Linked DNA regions of Sus scrofa: region 1 is linked to region 2. The links are chromatin contacts, called in public Hi-C maps. All regions are on one chromosome and are shown on one strand. The core of a region is the stretch at or near the end of the contact, and the rest is flanking DNA. Distances in the headings are between cores, read along the strand shown.

Region 1 (2,700 bases), core at 74-2,573, 37 kb after region 2:
GGACTGGCCAGGAAAGGAGCTCCCCCATGTCCGAGCTGAGAGTACATCCTCCCAGTGGCTCTTTGGCATTGCATTTGCACACATAGGGGCTGGGTGACAAGCCCTCGTCTGTTCCTGACATGAAAAGTCCTGGTGGGTGGGTGTGTCTGTATGCCTGTGTGTGAGTGTATGTCTATGTGAATGTGTGAGTGTTTACATCTGTGCGTGTGAGCATGTGTCTCTGTGTGTGTGTGTGTGAGTGTACGTGTGTGTGTCTGTGTGTTGAGATTGTATGTCTCCATGTGTAATTGTGTGTGTGTGAATGTGTGTCTCTCTGTGTGTTTTAGTGTGTGTCAGTGTGTGTGAGTGTGTCTCTGTGTGTGTGTCTGTGTGTGAGAGTGTGTATGTGAGTATGTGTCTCTGTGTGTGTGAGTGTGTCTGTGTGTGAGTGTTTTCATGTGTGTCTGTGTCTGTGTGTGAGTGTGTGTCTGTGTCTGTGTCTCTGTGTGTCTGTGTGTCTGTGTGTGTGTGTGTGTGTGCGTCTGTGTGTGTCTCTGTGCATGTGAGTGTGTGTGTGTGTGTGTGTCTGTGGGTCTCTGTGTGTGTGTGTGTGTGTGTGTGTGTGTGTGGCTCTGGTGTTACTCCTGTGGAAGGCAAGGCCTGCAGAGGAAGAAGCACAGAGCACTCTGTGTCTGAGGAGGCAGGGCTGGAGGGTTAGACAGGACAAGGCTCAAACCCAACTCCATCTCACTCTTTACCACAAACCCATTTTAGATTGATTAGAGCTTGAAATGAAAAAAGTAAAAGAGAAAACATAGAAAGACAATTTCATAATCTTCCACAGAACTTCTCAGCATGACACCAAACTCAGAGGCTGTAAAGGAAAAGAACTTAAAATTTCAGCTACCTGAAAGTAAAAACCTTTTTATGAAGAATATAATGAGGGGGGAAACTAACATTTAACAAACACATGAAAACTTAGGGCGAGTGTTTGCAGCATTTGCTACCAACAAAGGGTTAATGCTCACACTAAACTAATTCCCACAAATCCAAGAGAAAACTGGGCAAAGGATAAGAATAAACAGTCCACAGAAGAAGGAAAACAGACAATAAATATGAAAAAGATGTTTAAGATTACTAATAACCAAAGTAATACAGCTTAGCATAATAGGAAAACAACAAGTTTTGGCAGAGACCGAATGATTTCTGATAACCAAGTCGGTGATAACAAGGAGCCAGGCACAGCTATTTTAAGTGTAAACTGTTGAAATCTTTTTTGGAGAGTAAAGGGTCCACATCCAGGAAAGTCTAAAACTTGTGCTCCATTTGTCCCAGCAATTTTATTTTTAGGAGTTTATCCCAAACTGGTCACTGCACAAATAAATAGCTCTATGGATACAGTACGAGGCTGGTGTTTTCAAAGAACATCTGGGATTTTGAAGAATTTGGATTGAGGCTAGGGGCCCATTTGGAGAATGTATGGCCCAGATGCTTCCACGGAATATGACCCTTGACCAGCCGTTGGTCAAGGAGGGGACACTTGAGCCAAGGGGTCCAACCAGGATGAATGGCACAACTCTGGCTTGCCCTGTAAGTGGCAGCTTTTCCCTCTCTTCCTCTGTAACACTGGGGAGAGAATGTAAAGCCTGGTGCTGCTGTAACAATCATTTTGCCACCACCAGGGGAAATAACCTTCTGAAAAAAACCAGCTTGCAAAGGAGGGCAGGTCAGGGGGAAACAAATGCCAAAGATAACACAGTAACAACCAGCGGAGCTAGAAACACTGGATTAAGTCCAACTTGAAGCTGCCATGTCCATGAACTTCAGTTACATAAGCCAATAGTTTTCTTTATGAAGCCAAACTGAATCACTTTCTGAAACTTGCAGCAAAATGCCTCGTGATATAGCCATCAGGAGAGAATTGGTTAAATAAATTATGACACAGCCATTTAACAAAATACTGCGCAAGGGATTAAAAAAGTGTAGGTCCCCCAAAAGAATATGTACTGGTGTTTATAGCAGCACTATTTACAATAGTCAAGACAAGGAAGCACCCTAAACGTCCATCAACAGATGAAAGGATAAAGAAAATGTGGGGGTTGTGTGTGTATGTGAGAGATGTTATATATAATACACAGACACACACACACACATGATGGAGTATTACTCAGCCATAAAAGAGAATGAAAAAAACGCCGTTTGCAGCAACATGGATGGACCTAGAGATTCTCATACTAAGTGAAGTAAGTCAGACAGAGAAAGGCAAATATAATATGGAATCACTTATATGCGGATTTGTTAAGGGATATAAATGAACTAATTTTACAAAACAGAAAGAGACTCACACACACAGAAAACAAACTTAGGGTTATCAAAGAGGAAAAGTGGGGGAAGAATACATTGTGAGTTTGAGATTAATAGATACGCACTACTATATATAAAATGGATAACCAACAGGGACCTACTGTAGAGCACAGGGAACTATACTCAATATTTTATAATAACCCCTAAGGGGAGAGAACAGTTATAAATACAGTTATATAACTGAATCACTGTGATGTACATCTGAAACTAACACAACATTGTAAATTTACTATACTTCAATTAACTATATACACATAGATCACTGCATAGGCCGTGTAATGTACAAATCTCCATTAGGTACCTTTATCAGGAAAATGATGCTATCACCCCATTTAGTTAAAAAAGTAAACTGAGCTA
Region 2 (2,700 bases), core at 112-2,611:
AGGGGGGAACAAAAACAAACAACAGTTTCCCTTGTTGGCTTAGATGGTCTGCCACCCCTTTGGTGGTATTGCAGGGGGCATGCTTTTGCTCTTGGTTCTTCAGAAGTGGCAGCTGGGGTATTAGTTTTTTTTTTTAATCCTCCTGCCTATAATTTGCCCCAACTGCACAGGGCACGTAGTTATTTTTAGTCCCTTATACTTTCTTTGTATTGGGTTGCTGGAAGAGATGTCTGTCCAGGTACAAGCATTGCATCCACTGCAGCAAGGGTCCCAAGTCCCACCCCTGTCTACACCACTGTGATCTGGCCTTGTCTCCATTTCCAAGCTCCTTCCCACTCACTTAGCCCCTACCTACAGACCTTCTTCAGCCCCTCAGCAGGGCTCAAATGCCTCTGTTCCCTCTGCCTCAGACCTCACCCTTCCTCTCAAGGACCCTCCATCACCAGGCAATACAGACCCAGCCCTTAGCCACTGTCCCAGCAGCTGTCTGTGTCTTTCGTGGTGCTTATCCTTATAAGTACACCTCAAGCTGCCGCCAGCTGCTGTGGATGACCCTTGAGGGCAGCATCCAGATAGCCTTCCCCTACTGTGGCATCCCACAGACACCCATAAGGCCTCAAAAAATAATTGTCATGATCACGACTGGCTTCAAAATAATCCCAATGCCACCATACACCTATGTGAATGGCCAAAATCCGCAGCACTGACAGCAGGTGCTGCCAAGGATATGGAGCAACAGGACCCCTCCTTCACAGCTGGTGGGAAGGCAAAAAGGTGTGGCCACTTTGGAAGACAGTCTGATGGTTTCTCCCAAAACTAAACCTGCACTGCTGTACAATCCAGCAATTACACACCTTGATATTTACCCAAAGATGCTGAAAAATTACATCCACACAAAAACCTGCACGGGGATGTTTATGGAAGCTTTATTCACAATTGTCAAAACATGGAAGCAACCAAGGGGCCATTGAGTAGGTGAATGGTTAAATCAGCTGTGGTCCATCCAGACAACAGGATGTTATTCAGCGCTGAAAAGAAATGAGCAATCGAGCCATGAAAAGACCTGGAGAAACCTTCAGTGCATATTACTAAGTGAAAGGAGTCAGTCTGAAAAGCTACATAATGTGCAATTCCAATTACATGACATTCTATGAAAACACGGAAGCAATAAAAAGATCAGGGGTTGCCACAGTAACAGCGGGAGAAGGTATAGAATAGGAAGAGGACTGAGGACTTGTAGGGCAGTGAAAATATTCTGTATGACATGCTAAGGGTGGAAAAATGTCATTGTATGTTTGTCAAAACACTCAGATGGTCACCAAGAGTGAACCTTAAGGTAAACTATGGACTTTGGAGGAGGATGTGTCAATGTTGGCTCATCAGTTGTAACAAATATCCCACTCTGGGAGGGGAATATAACAGAGGAAGTTATACACATGTGGGGCAGAAGGTATGTAAGAATTCTCCATACCTTCCCCTCAATTTTGCTCTGAACTTAAAATTGCTCTTTAAAAAATCATGTCTAAAAACTGCAGTTATGATGTGAGATATGAAAAATTCAAAAACATACTGAGTTAAACTTTTCCCCCTATAAAATCACCAAACTTAAAAAAATTAAAAAAAAAAAAAAAACCAGTTTACTAGTATACTGTGTTGACAGGTGCATGGGGAAACATTCTCTCAAACATTCCGGGCAGAGGTGTTCATTGGTATAACCTGGTGGGAAGTAGGTGGGCAGTTCTGAAATTTATATCAAATCACAAATGCACATAGCCTTTGACTCAGCAGTGCCACTTCTAGGAATTTAGCTAACAATTAAGCTTACGGGCACTTCTGCAAAATGACACAGGCAAAGCTGTTTGTTATTCATTGCAACATTGGTTGTAACAGCAAAAGACTGCGAACAATTGAAAAGTTGCCAAAAGGCTACAAAGCAGCAGGTTAGATACAGACATGGAAGAGGGTACATACAGAAGAGGTGTGTGTAATGGGTAATTTTACATGTTGGTTGGACTGGGCCAGGAGATGCCCAGAGAGCTGGTTAAACCTTGCTTCTGAGTGTATCTGTGAGGCTGTTTCTGGAAATAATCAGCACCTGAAGTGGTGAACTGAGCGAAGCTGATAGCCCTCCCCAGCAAGGACAGTCCTCATTCCAATCCCTTGGGGGCCTACACAGAGCAAAAGGCAGAGGAAAGTTGAATTAACTCTGTCTGCCCTCTTGAGCTAGGACATCAATTTCTCCTGCCTTTGGTACCCTGGTTCTTAGGCCTTCAGACTGGACAGGAGTCTACACCATCGCTCTCTGGATCTCAAGCCTTCTAACTACACTACCTACTCTCCTGGGTCTATAGCCTGTAGACGGCAGATCCTAGAACTTTTTAGCCTCCATAAATGGCATTGAGGCAGCCCATACCTTATAATAACTCTTTCTTTATAGATAAGAGATAGATAGATAGACAGACAGATAGACACATATACAAACAATACATCTATTTCCTGTTGACTCTACAGAGGGAGAACCCTGACTGATACAGTGTGAAGAAACTATTGACGAGTCACCCATGTATGAGAAAGAGGGAATGATTTCACTGAATAGCCTCTTTAAGGCCTTTTAAATTGTGTTATCTATTCAAAAGCACACAAACTTTGTGTTTTCGTTCAAAAAAAAGTCTGAGTTCTAAAACCTTAATGGAAAGTCTA

Evidence for each region. Hi-C and Micro-C count contacts between places; a contact is called where the count stands out from the background.
Region 1: a contact with region 2 is called in a Hi-C map of liver, with 1.6 times the contacts expected there. The contact joins two enhancer-like sites. A contact is called at or near these places in 8 of 47 Hi-C or Micro-C datasets (embryonic fibroblasts, epiblast stem cells, fibroblasts and 4 more) and 1 of 2 datasets of contacts at active chromatin or transcription factors (skeletal muscle).

The regions. Positions count from the first base shown.
Region 1 is chr3:52,316,443-52,319,142 of Sscrofa11.1, forward strand. The region is part of intron 1 of IL1R1 (interleukin-1 receptor type 1); the gene reads right to left. Among named protein-coding and RNA genes, the nearest start is that of IL1R1, 17 kb to the right of the region's middle. Within about 2 kb of position 1,324, at least 13 of the 83 cell types and tissues checked have an H3K27ac peak or open chromatin away from gene starts, as enhancers often do. A contact at or near this core is called in liver, where this site is marked.
Region 2 is chr3:52,279,785-52,282,484 of Sscrofa11.1, forward strand. All of the region lies in intron 1 of IL1R1 (interleukin-1 receptor type 1), which reads right to left. Among named protein-coding and RNA genes, the nearest start is that of IL1R1, 54 kb to the right of the region's middle. Within about 2 kb of position 1,362, at least 3 of the 83 cell types and tissues checked have an H3K27ac peak or open chromatin away from gene starts, as enhancers often do. A contact at or near this core is called in liver, where this site is marked.